Regions from separate parts of the Mus musculus genome. Here regions 2, 3, 4 and 5 are each linked to region 1. The links are chromatin contacts, called in public ChIA-PET, Hi-C and promoter capture Hi-C maps. All regions are on one chromosome and are shown on one strand. The core of a region is the stretch at or near the end of the contact, and the rest is flanking DNA. Distances in the headings are between cores, read along the strand shown. Region 1 holds the start of Ap3m1 (adaptor-related protein complex 3, mu 1 subunit). Region 2 holds the start of Nudt13 (nudix (nucleoside diphosphate linked moiety X)-type motif 13). Region 3 holds the start of Mrps16 (mitochondrial ribosomal protein S16). Region 4 overlaps Kat6b (K(lysine) acetyltransferase 6B). Region 5 holds the start of Anxa7 (annexin A7).

Region 1 (5,862 bases), core at 1,325-3,824:
GAGCCATCTCACCAGCATCTTTAAACTTTACTCCACTCCCCTACTCCACCAAAATTATCACCAAGTTTTGCTAAATGTTTCGTCTAAGATAAAATTCCCCAAGTTAAAAATCACTTCCTAGGCTGGAAGGATGGCTCAATGGTTAAGAGCAAACTGCTCTTTCAGAAGAGCTGATTGGGCTCCCAGCACCCACGTCAGATGGCTCATAACTGATTCTCTTCAACTCTAGATCCAGGGCATACAAAGCCCTCTTCTGGCATACATGTGACACACATTCACACAAACACACACACATACACATAAATAAAAATAAGAACTATTTTCCTAAAGATAACTGACAACTCACAAATTCCTAAATTCTTTTCCTAATATCTATAAATGCTTTTTACTAATTTATATGTTCTCCACTGACGAATTCTATACATTAAACTGTGCCTACAATTTATGCTGTTTTCTCTCACAGTTAAACAAAATTGGTAGAAATCTCTTAACTGCCAGGAAAATCATAGAGCAATTCAGCCGAAATGCATTATCATTCAGCAATCCTAACTAACAAAGGGAGGAACAGTCTACTCAAAGGTCTCTGCATAAAATTAAAGAATCCATACAGTCAAAATCTTTTAACTTCACCTGTGCAGAAAGCAATAGGTTAGCATTATGGAAAGTGAATTTTATTCCTCTAAATTATCTACAATTTTAAATAGACAGATATGTATATGGCTCTTCATTTTTGGTAAAATTGAGATAATTATAGAAATGGTCTTATCAGGTTGGTTTGGATTTGAGTTAAAATACGTAGAATGCAGAAACAGCACCTGGCATATACATATCTAAGTATTAATCATTACCATGGATCATTTTTAAAAATGCATACTCGAATAGAAGCATGTCTTGGATGTTGTGTAAACACACTAGAACCAAATAATAAACTTGAATCCTGATGCCCAGGGTTCGAATTTTCCTTTCTTAAATGTTTTCTTTGAGCTTCAATATCCTCACCTGTAAAATAAGGTTAATCCCTGCATTTCTTTCATGGAGGCTTCTTTATACCGTTACTTCAGATGGTAAGCACTGTTAAAATGGATCATCATAATATATAAAGTATCATTTTTATTAAAAGAAAATCTAAGGAGACAGTATGCGTTTATTCAGTGGGCGGGGCCAGAGGACAACAGAAGAACAGAATAGGTTCACTCCGTCCACCACGTGTGTCCTGGAGTCTGACTGAACTCAGGTCATCCGACTTGGCAGCAAATGCCCTTATCTGCTGAGCCATCTCACTGACCCAGATAATCTAAAATTTAAAATAAAACATCCTCAGTTTTTTGGTTGTTTTTTTTTTAATGTTTTACGTTTGTGGTATTAGACATGCACAATAACCTTCTAAGAATAATAGGCACTAAATAAACCCACTAAAAGGGACCTGCTCAGACCCATTCCACCAAGAACATGATTTGGGACCCCCCAACTTTCCTTTTCAGTTGTGAATCAATTCTCCTTTTGAACATGGAAAAAATATGTTGAAATAAATGGAATTTGCCTTGTATAATCAGTAACAGGCCCACGGTTTTAAATCAGTTTGATGCGTCTATTTTTAGGTAGCAAAATCACTGCCTTCCAATGAGCACTTCAAAGTCATCAGACACTGAGCGCGCTGGACTTTATACTTATTAGGAAGAAATTTTTTTTAAAAAAACGAACGGCTTTTTGTAAATGAAAGTTGCAACATCAATTGTGCGTCAGGTGTTGGGAGAGAGAGCTCTCCGCTCCTGCCAAATATGCAAAGGGGAAAAAAAGAAAAACAAACAAAAACTTTCCTAACCTAAGCCTGAGGTTGCTTGGGGGTCCCATGAAGGGGGTCTCCAAAGATGATTTCAGAAAGCTGACGGAAAACTCAAAACGCTCTTCTGCAACGCCTTCTGAAGAATTCCAAGAATGTTATCTTTTACCAGGGTCCAGGAGGCGCCGGGCGCCTTCCCGCTAAATACCCTAGGAAAGGATGCAGCTCCAGATAGGTCCTTTGGGGTCGCGCTAGCGCGGCCCGCGAAGACAAGCACGTGGCGCCAGAGGAAGGCTCGGCCCCCGGGCCAGCAGCTCTGATTGGTCAGTGGCTGCCAGGGCCGAGAATGCACCTGAGCAGAGTCCAGAACAAGAGGGCACTGAGGGGAACAGCAGCTACGCGGGCAACTCCCCGAGCTGCAGGTCCAGCGCGTTGGCCCCACGAACGCAGCCACCAACCAGCTGCGCCAGCCCACGTGGGCCTTGGCTCACTGCGAGTGCCATCTCCCTCCTCCCCCACGTAGGGCAGCTCTCACCTCAGCGCTTGTGGCGCTTCCACCTTGAGCTTTTTGGGCTTGGGCTCGTCCGCAGCTGCCATCTTCACACTCTCACCGTAGTTTGGCTCTGCCGCGCGTCCCGCCCCTCAGTCCGGTGGCCCCGCCCCTCAGCTCGTCACCGCCCCCTTTCCACTAAGCCCCGCCTCTCCAAGCTCCGCCCAATCCGTGACTCTAGTCCATAACCATTGGCTCTACGCGCTTCCCTACAGGACCTCGATTACTACGGTAAGGGACCCCAAACGGAGTTAGGCTGCGGGTGAGCGCCTGCGCTCAGGGAGTGCCAACCTCCCCGTTCCTTCAGCCCCTGAGTAATGTGGAAGAGTCAGATCTTCAACCTCTGTAGACACCGAGCCTCTCACTGAACGCCGTTCCGCTCGTTGTGTCTATCTAGTCCAGCCGACCTCCTTGGTGCCTCTGCGGCTGCTAGTCAGGCAATCTGCTGGGCACTCCGAGCGCGGGGTCCTCGCGGCATTCTCTGCTGCTTCAGCTGCGGTGCAGAGAGGACCCGGCACCGAATCACTGAGTCGCCCAGGTGTCGGGGTGAGTGTGAGGGCGGGGAGTCTCCGGGCTGGAGACCTCTCCAAAGCCGGGGAGTAGACCGCATAGCTCCGGCTCGGGACTCTAGCCTGGGCTCCAGGAGCGTCCCCGCTGCTGTGCACCGGGGCCGCGCCTGCCCGGCACGTCCGGGCTTTCTAGCCAGCTGGGCCGGAAGGGAGCGGTGCACCTGCCACGTAGGGTTCTCGGACCCTGGACCCCAGGCACGGGAAATGTCATCTATAGTGAGGTGCAGTACCGACGACTTGAATTTGTAGGACCCCAGGTTTGGCCTTGGAGGGCAAGTCCCCTGAAGAAGCTAAGAACGCTCTCTTTATAGGGTGGCGCCTGCGTGAGCTGGCCTGGGATGGGGAAACAGTGAGTAGGGTGTTGCAGCTTCTCAGGAGACAGGTGACAGGGCTGTAAACTAAGAAGGTGGCCTGGAGAATGGAAACATAATGAGGGGTGGGCTGATTGGATGCAGTGGATTTGTTTGATATTGAAGCTTTAACTTCCTAGTTGAGAAGTTGAGTCACTGTAAAAATCCGGCGTTCTCGCGGGGAAAGAATTTTTTTTTTTTTTTTTTGGTGGCATTTGGGATTTTGACTTGAAAACACATTACACAGAAGAAAAGGAATTTTCTGCAGGCAAATATATAAATCCTTCCTCTGTATTGAAAGAAGAAAACGTGCCCCCCTTTTGAGAGAGTCCCACTGCTATTATCGTCTGTTTCTCAGTGTCTTCCTGGTTTTTAAACATTTTTTTTTTACATTTATTTGTTTGTTGTATGTGTGTTGCATGCCACAATATACATGTAGAATTCAGAGACCAACTTCTGGGCCACAATTCTCTCCTTCCACCATGAGGGTCTTAGTGCTCAAACTCAGGTCCTTAGGCTTGCTAGCAGACACCTTTTTTGATGAGCCATCTCAGTCTCCTTATCTTTGTTTTACCTACTTGCTGCTTTTAGCTAAGAACCACACTGCTATGCCGTTGCCAACATCCTACTGAGTTATCACTAAAATTACTTTAACCAACATCACCCATCACATCAAATATGACAATCATATATTCTCGGTATAGATTTAAAAAAAAAAGTCTTGGAGCTGGAGAGATGGCTTGTCAGTTAAGAGCACTAGATGCACTTTTGATGAACCAGGTTCAATTCCTGGCCCTCACACAGTGGCTGACAACTGTCTGTAACTCCAGTCCCACGGGGATCCTACTCCCCCTACTGGCCTTCTTGGGCACTGCACACTCAGTGTACAGATACATATGCAGACAGAGCACCCATACAAATACAATAAAAACTTAAAGAAAAAAAACAAAACTACTTGCGAATCAGAAAAGTTAACCCCCTTTTAATGCATAAGACATAGATATATTTTAAGTAGGCATGTGTTTTGGGGTTTTTTTTTTTTTTCTAATTTGTGTGGGAGATGCTGCAGAGAACCCAAGTTCAGGTCTTAACAACCAATAACTCCAGGGAATCTGATGTACTTTTCTGGCCTCTGCAAGTACCTGCACTCACATGACATATACAAACAGAAATACATACAAAATTAAAGTTTAAAAAACTTGGGTTGTGAGCTGCCTGAGATGGGTGCTAGGAACTGAACTCTGGTCCTCGGCCGAAGCAGTAGATGGTTTTAATCCCACCCCCTGTATCTCCAGCTTTAAGGGATCCACTGTCCGCTCCTGGTCCTCATGGACCTGCATTTACATGCACAAACCCACACTCAAATACACATAATACACATCTAAATTATTGAAAAAAAAAGTCTTATCAAACAGTCTGTAGGGAACAGTATGATTTGCTGAGGGTAAAAGACTGGAAATGTTAGATCATTGGTGGCCAGCAGTCATGGCATATGCCTTTAATCCCAGCACTTGGGTGGTAGAGGCAAGCAGACTCTTGTGTTAGAGGCCAGCCTGGTCTACAGAGTGAATTCCAGGACAGCCGAGGTTACACAGAGAAACCCTATCTTGAGAATAAAAAGGAAAATTTTAAAAAGGAAAATTGTAAAACATTTTTTGATATTTATTTTTATTACTTGTTTATTATTTGGGGTTTATTTTTATTATTTGCATTATTGTATGTGTTTGTATGTGGGTATGTGCACATGAGTGCCATGCCCATAGAAACAAAAGGCAATAGATCCCCTGGAGCTGGAGTTATGATCTGCCTGACATAGGTGCTAAGATTGAATCTGAGTGCTTTGTTTGTTGAGTTAGGGGTTCAGTTTTGTTTTGTTGTTGTTGTTGTTGGGGGTATGTTTTGTTTGGTATTTTGTTGTTGTTGTTGTTGGTTTTTCAAGACAAGATTTCTGTGTGTAACCACCCTGGCTGTCCTGGAATTCCCTTTGTAGACCAGGCTGGGCTGGAACTCACAGATGTCCCCCTGCCTCTTCCCTTGAAGAGCAAGGTATTTGGCACCAAGCCCAGCATAATCTGGGTCTTCCGTAGGAGCATGTACATGCTCTTAATCACTGAGTCATCTCCAATCTGAGAAAACCACTTCTACTCATCCTTTTAAATCTTCACAGCTTCACTTCTGTGTGGCATTCCCCTAGAAATGCATAAATATGCTTCAGATACTAAAATTCTCCAATACACTTCAGATACTAAAACCCTTCCCCATTTTTAAAATTCTGCTTCAGCTCCATCTTAGGCTTTTTTTTTTTTTTTTCCTTTTTTAGTTCCGCTTCCTTGCTATTCAAATACTGGCTTTTTCTTTCATATATGTTCCTTGCTATGTTCATAATTTATTTGGATATAACTCCTTATAATACCCATTAACAACATATCAGTCTCTTTGAAGGACTAGACTCAATCAAATACAGTGATTGAATGTACTCAGTTGAGTCAAATATATTAGGAATTGGGTCAAATTATGTATGACCAGGACTAACTATTTCAGCTGTCTTCTTATTTCTGTACAACATACCCAGACTTAAATACATTTTTTCTTAAAGCTTGTCCAAATCTCATT
Region 2 (5,862 bases), core at 1,624-4,123, 760 kb after region 1:
GTTGTCCACCGGCCTCCATGTGCATGCTATGGCACGGCACGCTTGCATCTGCAGGCACAGGCATCACACTCATAGAACAATAACAAAATGTTTAGTGGGGTGCCGGGCATAGTGGCACATGCCTTTAATCCCAGCACCAGGAGGCAGAGGCAGGTGGATTACTGAGTTCGAGGCCAGCCTGGTCTACAAAGTGAGTTCCAGGACAGCCAGGGCTACACAGAGAAACCCTGTCTCGAAAAACCAAAAAAAAAAAAAAAAAAATGTTTAGTGGGGATGGGGGTGTAGCTCGAGGATGTGGCTCAGCTATAGGATGTAGACAACTTGCCTAACATGCATGGGGCTCAAGGTTTAATTTTTAGCAACCCCCCCAATTATGATTAAACAGAATAATAAATAGCTTTTAAATTTAGAATGATCTGTGTAGTAGCAGGAAAGAGTATTCATAACATATTATTAAATGAGAAATGCCCATAAGGCAATGGGGAGAAGCTGGTCAAAGGGCACACAGTTCCACTTGGACAGGATATGTAAGTTCTGTAGATCTGCAGTACTGATGGTGACCATATACACTTGAAAACTAAGAGACCTTAAACGTGCTTATCGCAACGAACAACTACAAATATATAAGGTAATAGATATATTAGCTTGATTTACTTAATAAGATATACAAATATAAAATATTATACTGTATACTATATATATATATTTTTTTTATCAATTTACTGTTATTATTGTTGCTTTCTAAGATGAGTCTGGCCTAGAACTCACAATGTAGTCTAGGCTGGCCTTGAGCTAGAGGCAATCCTCCTATATCAGACCCCTACATGCTGAGATAAACACACATACCCAGCACCATACCTGGGTTTATTTGCCAATTATATATTCAGCTAGACAGGTGGAAAGACAAGTAATATTTGATTGGTCACCATTACCTAATTTATGTATAATTAAGAGAACAGATAAACATTCTGGGGTACATAAATTAATTTTTGTTTTGTTTTGTTATTTTGAGGTTAGATCTTTGCTTAAGTGGGCTAGGCTGGCCTTGAACCATGGCAATCTCCTGCCTCTGACTCTAGAGTGCTGAAATTACAAGTGTACAACACTTCACTTATCTGGAGTTACTTGGGTTTGTTTGTTTTCTGGTTTTGAGAAGGTGTCATATAACCCAAGCTGGCCTTGAACCCCATCCTCCTGCTACTGCCTATTGAATGCTGAGATTATAATTAGGCTTTTGTATTTTTCAGAAGTACACAGACTATAGACAGTGGCTAGTTTAGGAGAAAGAGATGGCGATGAAGGTTGACAGGGGCACATGCAATTAAACTGTTCATTTGTACACTTACAATTGTGTGTGTATGTGTGTGTGTGTGTGATGCATATGTGTTTGGTGCCTAAGTATGTGACTGCATGTGCATGATGCATATGCATGTGACTGTGAGAGAGAGAGATACTGCAGGCACACACATGCCACAGGATAAGTGTACAGGTCAGAGGACACCCTCAGGTGTTGGTCCTCACCCTCCACCTTATTTTGAGCCATGATATTTCTGTCATTCATCACTGTGTATACTAGGCTGGTTAGCCTGTGAGCTTCCAGAGAGTCACAGATGTGCACTATTGCACCCCACTTTACATGGGTCCTGGGGACTCAAACTCAGCAAGCACTTTATCTGCTGAGCCACTTTTCCAGCCCTGACTAAAATTTACTTATTTATTTTTACTGATTTTAAATTTCATTTATTTATTTATTTTTGAGACAAAGTATCACTCTGTAACCCAGGCTGGCCTCAGACTCATAGCGACTCTTTTGCTTCAGCAGGAAGGATTATAGGCTATCTTTAAATTTTAAAGCACATGCATATACATACATACACACACATATATATGTATATATAAATACAATAATGTATAACAAAACCAGTAGTTTCCAGGACTAACGGCTAAAAGAGGTTATTTTCACGCTACTGGAAATTTAGGCTACTGGAATTCCTCTGGTGAGGTTAATGGGTCCTGGGAATCGAGCTGTAACTACTCACTGCTCTTGTATGGCCATACAGCTACCTGGTTTCTTGTCCAATATTTGATACCAAATTAATTTTAGCCAACTGTCGATTATCATGGCCTGACGACTGGACAATATGTCAAACAGCATCCCCACACTTGACGCTCCTGGTGTGTGTGTATACAAAGAATTATCGATGAGATGAAAGGTAACGTTGTTTTTACTCAAAACTAATAAATGCCAAGGCATTTGAACGTATGAACTAACAACTTCTATGGCACACACACACACATTTCTCATTCTGTTCATCTTTCCAGATGGAATGACTTGAAAGGCATAAAGCGTGACCGTGGGTTCCTCCTGAATCTTCACAGGTGCCCAGGGAGCAGCCACTCCACTGTGGACTTCGATGGCTGGGAATGCTGGAAGCTGATGAGCAGCCGTGTTGCAGACTTCACGGTCTCTGTGCCCTGGTTTATATAAAAAGCTTTATGGTTTATTTCTAAAAGATCCCGCCACCATTTAAAAAATTAAGAGAAAAGGTGAAATATTGGAAACTTCCATTTTAAATAGCTCTTCAAAAATATTTCAGAAAATATTTAGAGGTACTCAATGTTGGGTACAAAAACGTCCGGTTTCTCGAGATTTGAAAGGTTTAAGTTAAAACTGTCAAACTCTGTAACCGAGAGCGTCTGGCAAGTTTTGATTATGGCTCCTTACTACATCCTAGTTGCACTTAGAACAGGTTTCGTTTCCTGTACTCACTCTTTTCGAGATGCCTTCTATGCCCCAATGGTCTGCACGCCCCTGGAAACTCCAAATGTTCAAGTTCAAATGGTTTCTCTTTTCCCTTCCCAGTGGGATTGACGCTTTGCCACACCTCCCAGAATCCTCCTTAAAGATGCACTCTGGGAAATGTAGTTTCATCGCTACAGCGCACGTAGGGGTGGTTGGGTAAGTGGAAATCTGACACACTTCCCAGCAGTCTCAGAGAGATTACCGATGCACTCTGGGAATTGTAGTTCAACTTTTAGGCCGGGAGCTTGTAACCTTGGGTTGCAAAGTTAACCTTATAAAGCATATAGTGAAACCCACCACAAACAAATAGCTTTAACAGTTTCCAGATCTTCTGGGCTAGATGCTGCTTAGCTGAATTGGTGAGCCCCAGGTTCAGTGGGAGACCCTGCCTCAATGAACAAAGGGGAAAGCCATGGAGGAAGACATTCCATGTCAACTTTACCCTCTACACCCACATACTTTAATGTGCACCCATGGACACACATGTGCCATGTACATATGAACATGAAAAAAAAATCTTTTTTTAAGGTTAGGAGTTCCGGGCTTAGCCGGGCGTGGTGGTGCATGCCTTTAATCCCAGCACTTGGGAGGCAGAGGCAGGTGGATTTCAGAGTTCAAGGCCAGCCTGGTCTACAGAGTGAGTTCCAGGACAGCCAGGGCTATACAGAGAAACCCTGTCTCGAAAAACAAAAACAAAAACAAAAAAAGGAGTTCCAGGCCTGCCTTTAATCCCAGGAGACAGAGGCAGAGCCCTCTGAATTTGAGGTCAGCCCAGTGTACACAGTAGACTCAGGTTATCAGGGGTGCATACTGATACCTTGCTTTAAATAAACGAGGGACTGTGCTTAGGTATATAGACGCTTTAGGTAAAACTCTTACCTTGGTCAATCAGTAGGATCAATCACCATCTAAGACGAATCTCCAGTAAAGCTACTTGGGGCTGCTTTCTTTCTTACTATGGGAGTTGCTTGCTTCTGTGAGAAGCCAGTGCTATTAACCACTAAGCCATTTCCCTAGCTCTTCAAAATATAATTAATGAGACAAAATATTAAAAGTACAGGATACATAAAAAATGCATCTTAATGTAAACAAAATTCTATGGGAGAAAACAAAATAAATAACTGTACACACGGTTGTAAGTGCTGGGGCAGAAGTTAAAGCATGGTAAGAGGAGGAGCGGTTTTGCTATTTTACGTAGGATGGATAGCCTCATTGTTAAGGCAACACTGGAATAAAGAGCTTGACAGAGCTGACAGGAACAGCCAAGTTAGGATTTGTGGGGAGAGACTTGTAGACAGAGTAAAATAAGCTCGTGCAAAGGCCCTGGGGTGGAGATGTGCCTGGCGGGTGTAAAGAAAGGTTAGGACTGGGGCTGGAGAAATGGCAGAATGGTTTAGAGTCCTGATTGTTCTTCTAGAGGACCTGGATTTGAGTCCCAGCTTCAATATAACAGCTTACAACCTTCTGGAACTCTAGTTCCAAGGGATCTGAGGTCCTCTTCTGGCCTCTGTGGGCATTGCTCAAATGTGGTACACAGTATACACAGACAAAACACCCATAACACATAACAATAAAAGGTAAAACAAAGAAATGTAGGACAGATCATTATAGATGAGGTCAAAAAATAGACAGGCACTAGATCACACGGAGCCTCACGAGTGTTATGTTTTTATAAAGCCATTATAATGTTCTGGGTTTATTCCGAGAGGGATAGAATGTCACCAAAGGGCTTAAGCGGAACAAGAGGACATTTTAAAAGAACCATTGTAGGGACAAGGTTACTAACTCCTGAATATAGATCTGAACACAGATCTAGATCATCAGAAAAAGGACAGCAGGCCTAGTTTAATGGCTAGCCAGTTTTTAATGGTGAGAGGAACGTGTGTGTGTGTGTGTGTGTATAAAAAGAGAGAATGTGTGGGTCTATCTGTCTCTCTCTGTGTCTGTCTGTCTGTCTGTCTCTCTCTCTCTCTCTCTCTCTGTGTGTGTGTGTGTGTAGTGTGTGTATAAAGAGAGAGAATGTGTGTGTCTGTCTGTCTGTCTGTCTGTCTGTCTGTCTCTCTCTCTCTCTCTCTCTCTCTCTCTCTGTGTATGTGTGTAGTGTGTGTAGGCCATTAGACATCATTCCTCAGGCACTGTTCACATGGGTGTTTGAGACAAAATCTCTCAGCCTGAAACTCTCCAAGTCGGCTATGCTAGCTAGTCATCAAACCCTGGGAACCTGTCTGTCTCTTCCTCCCCAGTGCTGGGATTATAAGTGCAGGCCACTGTGCCCAGTTTTTTCCATCAAGAATACAGAATGGAACCTCAGAGATGGTTCACCAGATAAATGACCTTGCTGCTACGTCCTCAGCACCTACATGATGGATAGGGAGAACCGACTCCTAAAGCTGTCCTCTGACCTCCACACCAGAGCCATGGCCCGCACACTAAATTTATTAATTAATGTAAAATATATAGATGGCATCTGAGGAATAACACCCAGGGCTGAACTTTGACATCCTCATGCACACATGTGCGTACAAACACACAGACACACACACACACACACACACACAGTTGGCACCAATAAACTTTTTCATTTATGTTACTTCACTTTATGCTCTCAGTACACTCACACCCCTAAGGCACACAGAGGCAAGATCTTGATCCTTATTCTGACAAACAAGGAAACTGAGGCAGTTGAAGAGCCTCCCAAGACTGTGCACCTAATGAAACCCATATGTTCTGCTCTCTCCACTGGACCACACTGTCTTTAAAGCCACAGCCAGCAAGAGTTACTCTCTCTGCTGTGCCTTTTATCCTCAGGGAAAAGGGCCAACCAAGATTTATTAAAGGGCAGAGCTACAGCCTCCCCCTGCCCTGCAGCTGGGGTATTATTCTCCAAACAAAGAGAAGCCTAGAAGTAATTCATCAAAACACACAGAAGTCCTATGATCCAGTTTTTATTTTCAAAGGAAAAAAAAAATCCTGGATTGTGCAGACTCAAGGGAAACCATAGAAATAGAGATGCTGGGGGCCATTTCCCACCAAGTCAGGGATAAAGGGCCAGGGGGCTT
Region 3 (5,862 bases), core at 857-3,356, 660 kb after region 1:
TGAGTTTCCAGCCATAAGTTTCACTAACAGGAACACTCAGTCTCTAAATAATTTAAAAAACAAAAATAAACAAAAAATGAGAGGAAAGATATATACCTACCATATATCCATCCACAAATAATGTTTTTTAATAGTTACATAATTATGTAGGACATATAAAGTATATGCTACATATGAATTCAGAAACACTGGTGAATTTTGAAGGTTTTTTTTTGTTTTTGTTTTTGTTTTTTTTTTGAGTAGCACTGGTATAGGTCGTGGACATCTATTGGTTGAATAGCAGATTCATCTAAGCTGACTCTAGTTGTGTTTTATGAAGTAGAAAAGAGGCCAGGATATGTTTTGGTAGAGGTGTGGTATAGTGAGGTGGGAGAGGTTGCCTCTGTGGGCCCATGCTGAGGCACCCCTTCCCCCTGAGGGACCAGCCACACAACAGATACAGTATAGAATAGAGTTTATTTAGGGCATGTGTAAGGGAGTTGAGAAAGTAGTAGAGACAGAGAAAGGGGGGGGGGCGGGGAGGGAAGAAGAGGAGAAGAGGGAAGGCCAGAATCATTGAGAGAGAGAGAGAGAGCAAAGAGAGGAGCTCCTTTCATAGTAAACTAGGCATACCTGGCAATTGCCAGGTAACCGTGGGGTGGAGCCTAGAAGGAATTCTAACAACTCTACTATGCTTAAGTGGAAACCAATTTGGACTGTATCTCCTAACTCTCTCTCTGCCAAGCTGGAGGAGCTCACGGAAGCTGAGGATGCTCTGTCTGAAGCCAACGCGTTGAATAACTGCAACGCCGAAGTGTGGGCCTATCTGGCTCTGGTCTGCCTGAAAGTGAGTGTTTCTTATTGTCCCTTCACAAGGCCCTCTCAGGGGTCAGGTGAAGGCCCAACTAAGAAAGAAAGGTAAGCTGGCTGTTAGCACACAGCAACTGAAGTTGGAAGAGTTCCAGATTTGTCTCTACTGATGACAAGGAGAATGTTCTGGGCGGTTCCTCCTTGAGATGGATGTGGTCAGTAACCTCCGATTCACATTTTACTAGGAAAGATGTTAATTGCTTCTTTCAGGTTGGACGACAACTGGAAGCAGAGCAGGCTTATAAGTACACAATAAAGGTATGCGACAGCTGATTGCCATTCTGAGAGTGTACAGACCATGAGAGCGCTCAGTGCCTGATGAATTCCCACCCAAGATCCAATACATTCCAATTCTTTGAGAGCTTCCATGGTGTCGAGAATACAGGAGAGGCCCATCCCGTCCCCACAAATCTGGAGCCTCTTAAATTAGGGGTCTTCAAAGTCACCTGGTGTGTTGGACATAACTTCTTCCCTGCCTTGTTTCTGCAGCTGAAACTGAAAGACCAGGCTCTACTTGAAGAAATCCACACTGTACAGGAAATGGTTGGTTTTGGAAATCCATCTTTCTGACAGCCTTACAAGTGGATATTTAATATGGAGCCCCAAGCACGTTTCCTTTCCAAACTGTCACCAGATGAAGCCTGCCCATCCCCACCCCTTTAGTTCACATTAAAAAAATATAAACCCCAAACTCAAAATTTATCATGTTTCTGGAGTCGTATGTATAGCACATTATATTTTATATGCTCTTATGTACATGTAGCTAATTAATAGCCACTATTTGTGGGTAGATATCTGGCATAATGGTGTGACTATTAGAATTACTTTTTAAAGTTTATCTGATCACCTTGTTGGTAAGATTCCCTGGAGGTGCACAATTGCCAAAGTTCTGGACCAATGTTACTGGGGCTTGGAAATTAAGGCAACATCTTCAAAGGTGGGACCAGAATACAACTGTGCTGTGTCACACACAGTTGACAGTGGGTAAGAGAACAGAGGATATTCCGGAGGCGGGGGAACCGTCGCAGGATGGAACGGCCTGCAAGGAACTCAGCACCGCCGCGGACAGGAAAGTCTCCCGCACGCCGCAGGCACTCAGCTGAAGACCGCCAGCAGCCCACGCCTACAGACACGCCTCTTCCGTAGCAGTCAAGGATCAGTCACCGGCGCCCTGTGGCACTCCCGGCGCTCGGTTGCCCTCCCGTGCGCATTGGAAGAGAAAGCGGAAGGGGCGGGCCGATCGGCCGGAGGCTTCCGCAGAGGGCTTTCCGGCTCTGGAGTGGTGCGGACGTCGCGTCGTGTGCCCGCCGGCCGCTTGGGGGCGCTCTTCCGGGCTTCAGGCTCTGTGCCGCGGGGCTGTGCAGCGGGACAGCTGGAGAGCCGCTCGCCCAGGCACCATGGTCCAGCTCAGTGAGTGCGCGGGGCTTCCGGGCGGGCGTGGGCTGCGGCGACCCGGGCTAGGCGCGGCCACATCGCCTTCCAGCGGAGCTTCGTCTCAGTCCGTCTCGCTTTTAGCAGTGGTCTCACTGGGTAGCTCTGGCTGGCCTGGAACTCGCAGCGTAAAGACGGGCTGGCTTCGAACTCCTTCCTAGACAGACCTTTGCCTCTGCCTCCCAAAGGCCCTGTGATTAGAGGCGTGCGCCACCGCGCCCAGCCTGTCTCAGTTTTTTACCACACATCGTAGAAATCGTTTTACAGATGAGGCACCTAAGGGTAAGACAAGGTCATGGCTTAGTAAATGGTGTTAGGGTCCGAGAATTTGGAAATAATCCAATATGAAAACCAAGTTTAAACCAGCAAGCTTATTTTAAAAGCTAATATTTCGGGGAGACGGCTGGGTTCGGGGTCCAAAACGTGACAGCGTGGGGCAAGACAGGACAACCTTTTAAAACATAAAAACCACAAATTGGATGGGCTAGGGACCACATGCATGGTTTTCCATACCTGTCATTTTAAGTGGGTTACTACCGGTCAAGTACCTCAGTTGGCTTTTTTTTTTTTTTAAACTTTTTATTAGGTATTTTCCTCATTTACATTATGCTATCCCAAAAGTCCCCCATACCCACCCCCCACTCCCCTACCCACCCACTCCCCCTTTTTGGCCCTGGCGTACCCCTGTACTGGGGCATATAAAGTTTGCAAGTCCAATGGGCCTCTCTTTCCAGTGATGGCCGACTAGGCCATCTTTTGATACATATGCAGCTAGAGACAAGAGCTCCTGGGTACTGGTTAGTTCATATTGTTGTTCCACCTATAGGGTCTCAGTTGGCTTCTTAACTTGGCCTGGATTGAGGCCAGCCAGTCAGAGCCTATATAGTGGCTGGTTGGTTTCAGTCCGGACTAGTTGCTAACCAACAAGGCATAGGGTGAGATATTGTGGCCTAAGTTCATATGGGGCGCCTGGGGCCAGAAGCCATTTCTGGGAATTCAGCTGTTTCTTAGAATTTATCTTAGTACAAAGTGGAGACTATTTACAAGATGGAGTCTCCAAGGGTAAAGTGGACCCCAACCTCGGCAGGACTGTGTTATGTGGATTTGGAAAAAAGGAGGTATGTCTGGTCTGGAGGGGTTAAGGAGGAGTTTCACCCACACGATTGTATCTAAGCTGGATGGGGCAGGGCATAGATTGGAAGTGAGAACATTGCAGTAGAAGGAGGAATTGTGCCTTTACCTTATATTACCTTATATTTTGAGTCTACTAAACATTTTTGCACCCTAACGAACTATTTCTCTACAGCAACCATTTTCTGCAAAGCCTACCACGGAGGCCACCTAACCATACGCCTTGCTTTGGGTGGCTGCACCAACCGGCCTTTTTACCGCATTGTGGCTGCTCACAACAAGTGCCCCAGGGATGGCCGATTTGTGGAGCAGTTGGGCTCCTATGATCCACTACCCAACAGTCACGGAGAAAAACTAGTTGCCCTCAACCTGGACCGTATCCGGCATTGGATTGGCTGTGGGGCTCACCTCTCTAAGCCTATGGAGAAACTTCTAGGTAAACCAGCCCTGAGCTTAGATAATTTAACAGATGTTATACTGTGGTCAACTCTGTGAGGATGGAAAAGAAGAATGGTTTCTATTCCATCCAAGCTGCTCTGGACAGGAGTGGAGGGTGAAGTAGTGTAACTGCCGTTTTTTAATCTGGAGACCCCCTTTATGGTCTCCTTTAGAACACTCCAAGTGACTGGGATTTTGTGCAAAAAAAATGGGACAACTGTGTCGTGGATACCTGCCTGTCAGTTTGTTTGTTTGTTTGTTTGTTTATTAGTGAGGAGAACGGTGTTAGGAAGTAGACAGTGAGCTTAGCAAGCCAGGAGCCTATTTCTTGCCTATGCTGTTGGTCAGGTGTTGGGTTTCAGTTCTGGGAAGCAGACTCTTGGGAAACTACATGTGAGCTACATTATAATGAGAATCCTGTTGCTTTTAGGTCTGTCTGGCTTTTTCCCCCTTCATCCAATGATGATCACCAATGCTGAGAGACTACGGAGGAGGAGAGCACGAGAGGTCCTCTTAGCGTCTCAGAAAGCAGAGTCAGAGGCCAAAGAGACAGAAGCAAGCTGACTTCAGTGAACACTGCCGTGGCCGCAAAGTCAAGGGCCTGTGAAACTTGTGCATAAAGTTTTGTGTTGGGTTTTAAGGATCAATAAATGGAGTTTTCTAAGTCACGGTCCTCTGGCATAGCCTGAGCAGGAGTCAGACAGAGGTTTCTTTTGTCTGATGTTAGAGCTGGATGTAGATACCTGCTTGGCTTTCCTACCTTACCTTGTGGCATGCAGGGGGTACAGGGAGGTTTGGGCTTTGGGTTAGGCCCTGGTCACACGGGCAGCTTTACAGTTTGCTGGTATCCAGTACGTTCCTGCTTCAGAGTCCTCAGCCGAGTGTTCTTGGCTCATTCAAATGTTTTCTTTAAGACAGGGTTTTTCTCTGCAACCCTGGCTGGTGTGGAGCTTGTTTTATGTAATCTATACACCAGCCTGACCTTGAACTTGTAGTGTCCTCTGAGTGCTAGGATTACAGGGAGGGCTTCTATGCATGGCCCAAATGCTTCCTTAACCACTTGGATCATCCCAAAGGTGAAGAAGACAATCGCCTTGTGTATTGTCTGTTTCCTTGACACATGAGCTCATGTATACAAAGACTCTGATGGAAAAGTTGGGGCTTTAATAGCCTTACCTTTTTTTTTTTTTTTATTGTTTTCTTTTGTTTGTTTTTCTTTTCTGAGATTGGTTTCTCCGGAACAGAACTGACTTTGTGTGCCAGGCTGGCCACCTGCCTCTGTCTGCTGCGTGGCGGGAATGAAGGCGTCCTCCGCTACCCTTTAAAGAGTAATCAGAAGGAAGTGCATCCAAAGGCTGAGAGTCTGTCGCTGTGTGTTCTGTATCACAGCTGTGGGTCAGTCAGATCCACGGTTACAGATGAGGGAGGCTATGCTCAGGAGTAGGAAACATAACTTGAGAACAACTTGGGATTCAAACTCCGTATGTCTACCTACAAAGTATTTTCCTACATATAATGTTGCCTATATGAAAGGAAAAACAAATGATAAGACAGCCATTCCAAAGCTCACTTTAAATGCCAGTGGGAAGCCTAGAACATGGCTCAGGACGTAAAGCGCTTTATTTTTACCTTAGCTCTGAGGTACTGAGTTCACATCCTTAGACCCCATGTACTAGTTAGACAGGAAGCAAAGAGTCTGCAATAGCAGCATCCTACAGGGACATGGGACGGTGGAGAGACAAAGGAATCCTCAGACACGGGCAAGCTGGCATGCACAGTGGAGAAACAACACAGACATCTTGTGTCAAATGAGGTAGGAAGTGAAGACTGACACCTAAGGTGGTATCTGACCTCCATGTGTTAAAGCATGCACATGCCCACTCTAACCAACACATGAATGTGCACGCATACACAGAACAGTCTATGATAGAGTCGTGTTTAGGTATTGTGAGTTCAGTATGTAAATGACAGGCTGTATGAAATCAAACACACCGTCTGCCTCACAGTGCCCCA
Region 4 (5,862 bases), core at 1,553-4,052, 580 kb before region 1:
TCCAAGGAGATCACGGTAACTCAGAAGCACGATATACTGATGTTTAGCACAAAAGGACAAACACGGTCTAAGCATGCTCGTATAGAACATAGCTGGGACGGTATAAGATAGAACTTACAAAGACAGCATTAGAGATAAGAGGTTCTTGAGTTGTTACCAAATGAGCATGGTTTTGAACAGGCAAGAGGAAGGGGCCATGTCAGGAAAGGCCATGCACAGAAAAAGAACTCAGAGAAGCAAACTGTTGAGTCAAAAAGCTTAAAAGGTAGCCTGGAGCTGTCTCCTGGAACGTCCTTTTAGTCTAGAGACACGAGAACACTGTCAGCAAGCTTAGACCTGCATGGTTGTGATGTATCCCAGAAAGTGTAGTTATAGATGAGCGCCTCATACATGATGACTGTAAAATATTCCATAAAGAGTCAGCTAATTCTGCCTTTCCAAATAGCTGTAGCAGGGATTTAACTCGAATGTAACTGTACATTTACTTATCCAATATAAACAAGAAGAACCCCCCCCCCTTAAAAAAAACCTCATGTAATGATGGTCTTCACATGTGTACCCACTCCTACACCACCAGGAACTAAAGCCACATACATGGACTTGGTCAAACCCAGAGGGACATAGATAAAAAGACATGAATACAAGAAAGAGATTAAGTAGCAAACAAGGGGGTGAGGGATGAGGGAGGGAAGAGGGAGGGCAGGAGAGGAGCAATCAGTGCATTAGGTACAAGTATGGAAGGCTCAGGGAACAGTGATTTAAAACATGGAAAACTAAAGAAGAAAAAGAGTCTGATTACAGCGAGGATGTGGAAAGGAACGACAGTGAGCTAGTATATAGCCCTCCTTGGACAATTAGTCTCCTGGATAACTAGGCCAAAACAGTAAGACTAGGAAAACAAATTAATAATTGGAAATACTATCTGAAGGTATAAAAATAATCAACCCAAAATCCTTTTTAATTTTATATTTTTTTGGTCAGGAAATTATACAAAATCAGTCTAAAATTTATCTGCAGACTTCAACATTTCAGAATCTAATGATAGAGACTTATAGAGTCAACATACTTCCTTATGGACCCTCACAGCATACCTACATGCAAGGCCTTGCATTTCCTGCACATATATTCAAATTTCCTTTATCCAGCTAACAACCTACGAATTCACGTGCACTAAGTGACAGACTGTCATATAGCTAGAGAGTCCTATCATCACAGGGTAAGGGGCTCACAGGCTACTATCTCTCTAAATGCAGCTTGAGCCTTAGTATGAAATAAGCAAGAAGAGAGACAGCGGCTAAGAAAGAAGCACAGCCGCTGCATTGTTGCAAGCATCCAGCCGCTGCATTGTTGCAAGCATCCAGCCGCTGCATTGTTGCAAGCATCCAGCCGCTGCACTGTTGCAAGCATCCAGCTTTAACCAGAGAGGCTCAGGGCTACAAGTGCATATGAAGCCAGCAGCTCCTGAGAAACCTCGTTACCAACAGCTTCTGCAACAGTGAGAGGGAAGTAACTAGAGCCTCCTCAGGTGAACAGGCTCTCTTTACCCCTGCTCTCCTCTGCTCCACAAAGACTACTGGGCAAAATCTGAGAAAGCGAAAACTCCTTGTAACTAACAATCGCTTGTGCTTATTCCCAATAATTACCTAATGGTATAGTGAGCACAGTGCCACAGAACTCTACCAGCTCATTGCAGGTAATGGCTTTCTGAGGCAAGGGCACTGTGGTGAGATCTAGTCTCATTTTCCCTGAGTGTAAGTGGGTGTCAGGGAAACTGTCACGTGAGGAAGATCTTCTAACTCAGGTGGTTATAAACAGAAGACCCACTATGTACGATTACAAAAAGAAAACAGCACAGCAGGTTAAATAAAGCTTTATGCGGTACAGTTTCCTGAAACAGCCGGCAGCTACTCTGGAAGGAAGTAATGTATTTCACTTACTGAAATCAATGAGAAAGCGTCCAAATCCTTGCCTTTGGTGCTGGGGCATGATCATTATGCAGGACACATTATACTTCTGCTGGCAGAGCTTTTCCTATGGGAAAAAGAAGCATAGTAAGTATGTCAGAGCTCTGCTGCAGTGGGCAAGTCCCAGTACCTGCCACCGTCCTTGTAAAGCTATCCGCTAAGGTCAAACAGTGGCTTGGGTCAGGACCAATCAGAGTAATCCTACCATGCTGATCAAGTAAGTAACAACAAAGCACCCTCTCTGGCTATGCTTCTCAGATGTATCTGCATTCTACAAAGTTAGGAGCATAAAATCCGTATAGGGAATCTAGGAAATGTGTGCAGGGTGAAAGAACCGCCACAGGAGGGAACGACGCTCTCCTTGCTCACACAACTGCAGAAACGGAGAAAACACCACCTAGTCCACCCAGTGGAGTAAACTGGGCTTTGGCGGGCAGCCCTACTGCGTGATAATCTACAACTCGACAATGGCAAGCTGGCCTCTGCCTCTGAGTAAATCCCCCAGTGGCACTGGAATGGCAGACACGTGAGTGGACACACAAACAAATGTGTCTCCTGTGAGTCAGAAGGCCAAGTAGAAATAATTAAAGTCGGCACCTCAAACCAGGAAAATCAAACAACAACAAAGACACCAAGAAACCCCAAAGCCTCTGAACAACAGTGAGACGGAAATCCTATCAACAGGCTAAAGCCAGGAGGGGGTCTGAGTAGAGCTCTGGACAGCTCTAAGAACTAAGGGTTCACAATCGCAATATCGAATTCACAGTACACAGACACCACCAAAACCTACACAGAGAAGATCTGGAAAAGGCTTCTGAGGCCGTGAGTGCTGTGGCCAAATATAAACCACAAATGAGGCTGCTCACAAATAGAACCACATCACAAGATCACTTCAGAACACTCAGATCTTTAACGAACCAGTTTCAAAGACCACAGGAAACAACTGTGGAAAAAAGTCTAAAGGGCAAAAATGAAAGAAGATGAGCCCCACTTTTGTGTACTTGTAGCTGTCTGTGGCATCTCTAAGCCTTGAGAAGTAACAACGAGACTCTAGGAGATAAATTGCCCATCCCTGGATGTGCATGCCAATAGTAAAGGCTCAAATAATTAATTTTACTGTGCAAAGTAAGATAAATGGGTCACTCTATCTAAAAAGAGATGTACTCTGGGCAAAGAGGATTTATATCCTTGATGCCAGCCCTTTCTCTGTCCAGAACTGTTCTCAGCCATGAGAGTTCACTGAAATATAATCCAACAGCAATCCACTTCCTTTTCTTAATAGATGGACCTAGCCCAGTAAGTAAGTAAAAAGCCTGCTGTGCCGGTGTGAGCCTCCAGGAGCACGAGGCTTAAATCCACATTGAACAGAAGGGCTGCCAGACTTGGTGGTGTACCTTCTAATCCCAGCACTCGGGACGCAGAGGCAGAGGCAGGTATTTCTTGGTAAGTTCCAGGACAGCCTGGTCTACAGAGAGAGTTCCAGTAAAGCCAGGGCTGTTGCACAGAGAAACACTGTCTGGAGTGGGTGGGGAGTGGATGTTCAGGAGGCAGAAGACAGGCAGATCTCTGAATTCTAGCATAGCCAGAGCTAAATAGTGTGATTCTGTTCAAAAAACAAAAACAAATAAACAATGAAGAAAGAAAGAAAGAAAGAGAGAGAGAGAGGGAGAGAGAGAGAGAGAGAGAGAGAGAGAGAGAGAGAGAAAGAAAGAAAGAAAGAAAGAAAGAAGGAAAGAGAGTCAGTCAAAATAGCTGCACACAGGGATGAGACAGGAGGACCTCTGGATGGTTCATGTGTCTGGAGGGAGAGAACACTGAGGGACATGGACAGTCTTGCCATGCCGTCTTGGCTGACCACAAACTGGTGATCCCTTGTCTTAGCCCTCTGAGTATTTATATTAGCAGCATATGCCAACACACCGGGAAGATAGTCTAGCTTCTTATTTCCTGTGAAAACAGCACTTCTATGGAGTGTTTCATCATGAACATTAAAGAAAAGCAGATCCAATAAAGTCACTCATCTGCTGAGCGTCTGGATAATTACCATCTCTGTTTCTGTAACCATTCTTGGGTGCATACCCAGGGAAAGTTCAACACCTGGCAAACACATTCCAAACCAGCTCTCTTTCAAGGTGCATGACTTAGCAACAGCAGTTTCTGAGCAGTTTCTTCTGGAGAAGAGCTCTGAACCAGTGAAAAGACGAGCCACTGTGCCTTAGTATGCAAGTTCTTCCCCATGTTGACTGCTAGAGACAGGTAGGTTTCCTACAGGCAAGACTCCCTTAGAACTTAAAAACCACAGCACAGATCATGAGAGGCAGCGGTGGAAAACCAGCCACCTATCAACTAGGCCATCAATTGCCAGTGGTGTTTTTGTTTTTGTTTTAATTACATGTATTCCTTGGTGTGTGTGGGGTGGGAGGCAGGGCAGGGTAGGGTGCATGCGGACAACTTCTGGGAGTCAGTTCTCTCCTACCAAGCAGGTCCTGGACGTTTCTCAGGAGCCATCTCAGCAGCCCACACCAATGCTCTAACACTGGATACTGCTGACCACGAGGTAGGAAATGAGCCAGAGAGGCTGAGGTCTTAAGTGCTCCATCACAGAAAGCTTCATGTGCACACCACTTAAAAGAAGAAAGAAGCTCAACATTTGGAAATCAAAGCTGCGAGGCAGTCTACAAGGTGGTAATGAAATGTCGCATGGTCACTGTCAGCACAGCACAGGGTTCTGGGGTCCTTTACACACTTCCTAGGCACCTTTTGTTGTTATTTGTTTTGTTTCTTGTTTGTGTCCTTTCAAATGAGCTTTAAACAAAAAGCTGAGGTTTTCAGAAACATGAGCCACTTACTCAAATTATTGTCATAAAAATACAAAAACAAGAGAAAACAAAACAAAAAAACCCTGTTCAAAGACCTGAGCTCCACTAAAAACATTTGCAAGCAAGCGAGAGAAGGCCATGCTGGCTCGTGGTTTACCTTGGAGAAGTATCCAACCAGATGACAGCCTTTTTCATCATTTTTTGTAAGGACATAAAAAAGGAATGGCTCAACATCATAATACAATGTTTTGTGGTCCAGGAAGAGCTTGGCTAACAAGCAAAGGTTTTGGCAATAAATTTTACTCATATTCCCATCAACCTAGAAAAAGAGAAACAGACAACATTATTTAACATAAAAGTATCATCAGAATATAAACTTGCTTCTTCTGTATATCATTTTAAAAAGTATATAATTTTATTTCTAAATCCTACACTCTAAGATTAAAATACTCCATTAAACAAAGACAGTGTTAACCAGGGAACAGCTGTTACTTGCAGAGCCAGAATCCCATCTTTCCTCTTGTTAAGGTAAATTCAAGACAGCTAACGTCTCCTCCTTAAGCTCGTTCAAGAAACAGCAACGTTAGCAAAGTCACTTTCACTTGCAATTTATTATGAGTTAAAATTTATCAGGCATGCCCTCTTACTTTTAAATTGGAGCCAAGTAAATCTGAAAATTAAAAAAACAAATAAAAATTTCATCATGCATGCCAAACTTTTGTTATTTTCAAAAGGACTTCAAATAAAAATAATATAAATGAACCGCCTGAGTTATTCTGATTCTTCAAAAGTGTGGATTAAACAGCAGAGGCATCCATTTTAGTTTTATCCCAAGTATCATTTTAATATAACTGGAGAATATACAATCTCTGTGTTGGGAATAATTACAGAGAGAGTCAGGTGAATTTAAACCTACAGTAAGTGTAATGATTATAGTCTACTTCTCTTCAAAATAAAAGACTCAAGCTGGGACACCGAGGCCTCCACAGGAGCTAAGGCACAGAAACCAATGTCTTTGATCAAATGTAGTGACTTGCTGAAACAGAGAGCCAAACAGACCCCACACTCTTCTTAGGGGA
Region 5 (5,862 bases), core at 2,265-4,764, 570 kb after region 1:
CAGGTTTCCATGCCTCCCCAGGCTTGATGGAAGCTTGGTTACCCACCCTGCTGCTACTTCGTGACTATGAGATTCCAACATTGATTACTGTTTACAGGTTTTTACTTATTTCTGTTTCTGATCCTTTTTGGACTCACTTTTTCCTATATACAGATGCACTCATTTTGATTCCCCATACCTGTTTGTCTTAGGAAGATGTTCTTCCTTCCTGCACGTAGTTGTTTAAAAAAAAATCTGGGAATAGTCCTTTGCTAATCAGGGATTTGGTGAGACATTTGGGAGGAAAATAATAGTCCTTGCTTAGTACAGCTTTAGATAATTTGGGGGATTGATCATGAATTGCCTTGCACTTGGCAATTTCTGTTCTCACACTAAGTCGAGGGATTTTCCTTTTCTCTTCCATAGCCAACAGGAACTGGAAGCCTCTTTGCAGATTCTGGTGAACTTGGATACACACATCATTGCTTGTGGAGCTAATCCTTTCGCATCCCTCAAACCAGAACAAGTCTATTCTAATCCCAACAAGCAACCAGTATACAGCAGTGCCTACTACATCATGTTTCTTGGAAGTTCCCCTGCCAATTAGATAAGAAGCAACGAGAAGGAAAAAAAAAAAAAACAAAACCAGATGATTTTTCAGTAATTGAACCAAGTCTTTACTGAATGCCTGGAAAATGAAAGCTTAATCAACTTACCCTGTTGATGTCAGATTTTTGCCAGCTTTGAACCCTGTGGTATGCTAAACCTTATTCACAGTTCAAATAAAGATGTTTAAACCAATGGAAGTTAACATTACCAGACTCATTTCTGATCCCCCCCCCCCCACTGGAATCCAGAGCCTTGTACATGCTAGGCAAGTGCTTTACTGTTGAGCTACATTCCCAGCTCTCTTTTGTAATTTGTTATTTTTTTATCGTTTATTTGAGACAGGGTGTTATTAAGTTGCTCAGGTGCCTCAGCTTCACACAGGAGTTACAGGTGTGAAACCTGTGTAAAAAAGGAAAAAAGATCAAAGAAAAGACATTTACTTCTCTAAGTTACAGACACTTGGATTTCACAAACCAAGACATTGGAAGGTTTGTTATCTGGTAAAGACCCATTTCCTGGTTTATAGAAGGCGGAACCTTTTTTTTTTTCCTCATCCGGTAAAAGGGTAGCCAGTCATACTTTTTTTTTTTTTAAGATTTATTTATTTATATGTAAGTACACTGTAGCTGTCTTCAGACACTCCAGAAGAGGGAATCAGATCTCGTTAGGATGGTTGCGAGCCACCATGTGGTTGCTGGGATTTGAACTCCAGACCTTTGGAAGAGCAGTCTGGTGCTCTTACCCACTGAGCCATCTCACCAGCCCCCCAGTCATACTTTTAATCAGGGCAATAAGCCCATACATTAGGGTAGTGCTCTCTTGGCTTAGTCATCTCCCAACAGCCTTACTTCCTGATACCATAATCTTGGAGACGAAGACTTAGAAACATCAATTTTGAAGGAGATACATACATTTAGACCATTGCAAAAGTTGAAAAAAAAATCCTTACTGTTTATGAGTCATCTGATTTTTGACAAGGATCAAAGGGATAAACGTTTTTTCCTTCCTTCCTTTTGATTGTTTTTGAGAAAGGATTTCTCTGTGTAGCTGTCCTGGAACTCATTCTGTAGAACAGACTGAATAATAGACCTTTCAACAAACCTTGCTAGAACAATTGGATAGCCACATGCAAAAGAGTAAAGTTGAAGCTCCAGTTCATATCATATAAAGTGAGTTTAAACTGTGTTGTGGGACATGCCTCTAATTCCAGTACAAATGCCGGTATGGCAGGAGGCTCAGGAACTGGGAGGCTGTCCTGGCTACACAGCAAGGCTAAAGTCAACAAAATCGACAGCACTCAGGAGGTAGAGGAAGAAGGATCAGTTCAAGCTCATCTGTGGTCGCACAGCAAGTTTTGAGGTCAGCTTGAGCTATATGAAGACCCAGCCTCAAACACTTTAAAATGGATCAGAGATCTAAAGAACTTCAATGCTTAGAATATATAAATCTTCATGAATTTGTACAATGTTTTCTTAGATATTACACGAGTAGCACAAATGTTGGCTTTCACACCAACTTGGGCAGCCATGTGCAGAGACTCCCCTTGTATGAAGCACCTAGAGACCTCCAGCTGCCAGGCTCCACCCCACAGGCTACTCGAACAGAAGAGTGGGAGTGGCCAGGCCCCGCCCTACAGAAAAAGAAGCTCATGATCTGGCCACCCTGGAAAGGTCTGCACCTCCCCGCCAAGACACCGGATAGAAAGCCTGCTTTCTGCTCACTTCTTCACTGCTTCTTTGCCAAGTCTATTCTGTAAGGTTTGATGTGTGGTGTGACTCTGCTATTCCTTGGCTCCAGGAATACCAGAGGATTCCAGGATACCTTTTACTTCTGGGATGTAACAATGAAAACAAAAAACTACCTTCTTTCAATTTTTTTTTTTTTTTTTTTTTTTTTTTTTTGGCTTTTTGGCTTTTTGAGACAGGATTTCTCTGTGTAGCCCTGACTGTCCTGGAACTCACTCTGTAGACCAGCCTGGCCTCGAATTCAGAAATTCAACTGCCTCAGCCTCCTAAGTGCTGGGATTAAAGGTGTGCGCCACCACTGCCTGGCTTACCTTATTTTAAATTTTATGTTTCAAATATCAAGTGAAAGTGCCTTGGGCCTGTGAGATGGCCCAGTGGTAAATGGGCCTTGCAGCCAAGCCTGGAAAACACAGTGGCATTCTCTCAACCTACATGGTGGAAAGGGAGCACTGTCTCCTCTTCCAAGTTGTCCTCTGACCTCCACATGTGCCCACACTCAGAAATATATCTTATACAAATAAACTTTTTTAAAAACTGTAGTATAGTGGAATTGGCGTGTGCTGAGGTGTGAAGGCATTTGTCTCCATGCCTTACCCAAGTGTTTACCGTGGAGCCTTATGACCTGAATTCCATCCCTGAAAATCACATGGTAGAGGAAGGGAAACAATCCCTACAAGTCATGCTCAGGCTTACATACCCAAATACAATTTTGTCGTGAAAGTGAAAGCCATGGTGGAGAGCTGGCTCAGTCAGGTGCAAATGCCAGCCTGTAATTCTATCACTGAAAATGCATACGTGAATCCCAGGAGCTCACTGATCAGCCATTCTTGCCTTACTGCCCATCAGTCCCAGTAAGACCAACCTTAAAAAAAAAAAAAAAAAAAAAAAAAAAAAAAAAAAAAAGAGGTGAACATTTGGTTGACCTGTAACCTCCATTCATCACTTCACTATGTCTCTGTGTATGTTTTCTTTCCATGTAAGTGCCTCAAATACTTAGTTCTATATATGGTGAGTTTAACACTAATGGACCAGTAGAACTTTGAACCCTGCTTAGTTTTGTTTAATTCAACTCCAGTTCTGTCTACTCACAATTCCCTATAGTCACATGAAACAAACCTAGGTTCTCAGGATCCCCGGAGGCCTGGAGCTCTCTATCTTTGAGTCCCTCTGCTCCGCCCACTTGCGCGGCTCCACCCAAAGCTGCAGTTCCTTTCTACAGTAGCACCACCTGGAGTAGATTTACCTCGCTGAGATATAGACACGTGTTAAAACTAGCTGAGCCACCTGAGGGGCGCAGCGTCCCGCCCGAGCTTGGGGGCGGTCCAAGCAGCTAGCACCCTCGCGCCGCCCATGCGCCACGCCCTCTGGCTCCATATTGCAGGAAAGCGGGCTAGGGTGTGACGCTGCTTTCTCGTTCAGGTGAGGACTCGCACCCCCTCCCCTTGCTGTTCTTCCGTCGGTCAGTCAGCTCGTTCCCAGTCCCTGGTCTGGTCTTCCAACCGTAGTCGTAGAGCCCCGCGCGTGTCCTAACGAGGTGGGCCTCCGGGTGGCGGACGCGGACTCGGACGCGTTTCGGGTGTTTGGGGTGGGTTGGGCATGCTTTCCCTGCGTGCTGGAGGACTGGGAAGGTCTGTGGGTAAATCACTCTGTTAGGCTTAGAGTGGGATGCCAGGCAGCAGTGGTACCCCGCTTTCGGTCAGTTGGGCCGCAAGTGGCGGACTTAAGGCCCGATGGTGGCCCTGGTGAAGCCCCTTGCCAGAAGGCCGACTAGCAGCTCCGAAAGCTGGCTTTGGCTAGTGACTAGACTTTTTGGTGACACAGCAAATTTAGAGGAACTTGAGGAATTTGTGCCGTGCTTAATGACATCTAGGGCAGAATTCACAAGCCTGATATGTAAGCTCCGGTTTAAAATTCTTGGAAACTATTCCAGTAACAATCTAGATTTTTTTTTCCTTGTCCTTGACCCATATCAGCCGTCTAGGTAAGCAAGATGCAGAGGGGAATGGCTAAACCAAGTGAAAAGACGAAAGGTATTTTACTGTTATCCATTACATTCCTTAATTGCTGCCAGGTGATAGCGAGCCATTCTGATAAAGCAATCTGCCCCAATTACAGTACAAGTGTAGTGAGCTACGGTTTAGGCCAGGAAATCATTAGAAACAAGTGGAGTAAATAATTTTGCTCCCGCAAACTTAAACCACCCTTTAGCCCTCGTGGTTAAGTAGAGGGCTACCTTCCCACGCAGAGGACTAAGCCCTGTTTCCCTGTTATCCTCAGTCATTGCTTTAAATGGCCCTTCCGGAACCTAGAGGCGGCTTTTGGGAAACTGTTTCTGTTCTTGCCTGGCCTAAGTCACACTTCCTGTTTCCCTTCCCAGTTTGTCACCGGTCCCCACCCCCAACCCCACCCTTAACTTCTTAGGCCTCTTGCCAGTTGAGAGACTGACATAGATCCACCCTTTTACTAACTGACTCACTGGGTGGAGATGGTTTGGAGAACCAAGATTGGATTTTCCAAGTTTTTCTAAAGGTTGTTTGTAACATTGTTAAAGGGAAAACAAAAGCTCTGGTTCACTCAGAAGAGTCCTGTTAACTTCAGCAGAGCTGAGTAATTTGTTGAGTCACCCTAGGGTTTGTTAGCCTTTTACAAAAAGTTTAAAGTCTACTTTTTGAAGTGATCACATGAGCAATGTTTAAAGGGGCTAAAAGGCCATGAAAAAATGAGCTGCTTTGTCGTTATACCCCCCACATACACACCCACACCCCACACACACCCCACACACACCTGCATGCACTCTCCCAGTCAGGCTGCACCCTTTTCTGCTTCCCTGTCTCCTTCCTGTGAGCTTGTTTACTGAGAGAAGAAAATGGGTGTATTTCTTTAGCAGAACGCTTGTTTTCCACCTGGCTTTGTTTAATTTACCACGTGTGGTAGATGGTTTTATTAATGGATTTTTTAAAAGGACTTTTAGAAGGTGTATAGTTTATAGCTTCACTTTATGAATATTCATGATTCACTTATCGCTAAGTGATGTTTAGATTATCTTGAACTACTTTTCCTATTACAGATGATGCTATGATGAATAGCCTAGTACCTATATAAATGTGCATTTGTGAAGGTATTTCTGTGACCTATATGGAAATGGCATTTCATTTCTGGTACTTAATAATCTTCAAGGTGCACTGAAATTGTTTCAGTTTTTCATATGCTAATACCTAGATAATCTTTGCTTTATTTATTTTTGTTTTGTTTTAAAAATCTTGGTATAAGTCCTCTAGGCCCTTAAAGGTAAGATTTAATATAGTAGTTAAAATGTAGAAATAGAACTTTGTCATTGGAGTGATTCACTCTTTTATCTGTGTGTGTACATGCATGTGTGTACAAGTTTGTGGGGCTGGGTGCACATGCCACAATGTGCATATGGAGGTCAGGAAAGTCTTGGGTGTGGGTCTCTGGCTACCTATCCATACACCAGGCTAGCTGGCCTGGAAACTTAAGGGGATTTCTTGGTCTTTACCTCCCATCTCAC

The links. Promoter capture Hi-C pulls out the DNA fragments that hold promoters and counts their contacts. A called contact is a pair of places that touch in the nucleus more often than the background predicts. ChIA-PET counts read pairs in DNA pulled down with a chosen protein or histone mark.
Region 2: a contact with region 1 is called in a promoter capture Hi-C map of pre-B cells, with 5 times the contacts expected there. The contact joins the promoter of Nudt13 here to the promoter of Ap3m1 in region 1. A contact is called at or near these places in 1 of 39 promoter capture datasets (pre-B cells) and 1 of 484 Hi-C or Micro-C datasets (CD4 T cells).
Region 3: a Hi-C map of embryonic stem cells shows a contact between it and region 1, with 5 times the contacts expected there. The contact joins the promoter of Mrps16 here to the promoter of Ap3m1 in region 1. A contact is called at or near these places in 2 of 39 promoter capture datasets (cranial neural crest and pre-B cells), 1 of 484 Hi-C or Micro-C datasets (embryonic stem cells), 4 of 115 datasets of contacts at active chromatin or transcription factors (acute myeloid leukemia, embryonic stem cells, pancreatic cancer cells and 1 more) and 2 of 9 other capture datasets (adipose tissue and liver).
Region 4: a contact with region 1 is called in an RNA polymerase II ChIA-PET map of memory CD8 T cells, with 15 read pairs. The contact joins the enhancer-like site here to the promoter of Ap3m1 in region 1. A contact is called at or near these places in 5 of 39 promoter capture datasets (the 3T3-L1 cell line, the SN4741 cell line, embryonic stem cells and 2 more), 5 of 115 datasets of contacts at active chromatin or transcription factors (acute myeloid leukemia, forebrain, large pre-B cells and 2 more) and 2 of 9 other capture datasets (adipose tissue and pancreatic islet).
Region 5: an RNA polymerase II ChIA-PET map of memory CD8 T cells shows a contact between it and region 1, with 7 read pairs. The contact joins the promoter of Anxa7 here to the promoter of Ap3m1 in region 1. A contact is called at or near these places in 2 of 39 promoter capture datasets (neural stem cells and pre-B cells) and 1 of 115 datasets of contacts at active chromatin or transcription factors (memory CD8 T cells).

Annotation. Positions count from the first base shown.
Region 1 is chr14:21,049,154-21,055,015 of GRCm38.p6, reverse strand. Ap3m1 (adaptor-related protein complex 3, mu 1 subunit) reads left to right here and starts at 2,574. Exons shown (of 9, transcript NM_018829.4): 1 at 2,574-2,876. Adk (adenosine kinase) reads right to left here and starts at 2,442. Exons shown (of 11, transcript NM_134079.4): 1 at 2,316-2,442. The coding sequence starts at 2,377.
Region 2 is chr14:20,291,701-20,297,562 of GRCm38.p6, reverse strand. It overlaps Nudt13 (nudix (nucleoside diphosphate linked moiety X)-type motif 13), which reads right to left and starts at 2,873. Exons shown (of 9, transcript NM_026341.3): 1 at 2,771-2,873.
Region 3 is chr14:20,389,878-20,395,739 of GRCm38.p6, reverse strand. Mrps16 (mitochondrial ribosomal protein S16) reads left to right here and starts at 2,106. Exons shown (of 3, transcript NM_025440.3): 1 at 2,106-2,259; 2 at 3,587-3,847; 3 at 4,280-4,518. The coding sequence starts at 2,247. The coding sequence ends at 4,413. It overlaps Cfap70 (cilia and flagella associated protein 70), which reads left to right. Exons shown (of 29, transcript NM_029698.1): 27 at 725-826; 28 at 1,060-1,107; 29 at 1,339-1,550. The coding sequence ends at 1,419.
Region 4 is chr14:21,633,716-21,639,577 of GRCm38.p6, reverse strand. It overlaps Kat6b (K(lysine) acetyltransferase 6B), which reads right to left. Exons shown (of 17, transcript NM_017479.3): 11 at 4,941-5,102; 12 at 1,938-2,031. Among named protein-coding and RNA genes, the nearest start is that of Dupd1, 78 kb to the left of the region's middle. Within about 2 kb of position 2,802, at least 27 of the 459 cell types and tissues checked have an H3K27ac peak or open chromatin away from gene starts, as enhancers often do. A contact at or near this core is called in memory CD8 T cells, where this site is marked.
Region 5 is chr14:20,477,785-20,483,646 of GRCm38.p6, reverse strand. Anxa7 (annexin A7) reads left to right here and starts at 3,514. Exons shown (of 13, transcript NM_001110794.1): 1 at 3,514-3,752. It overlaps Mss51 (MSS51 mitochondrial translational activator), which reads left to right. Exons shown (of 7, transcript NM_029104.1): 6 at 4-97; 7 at 406-783. The coding sequence ends at 586.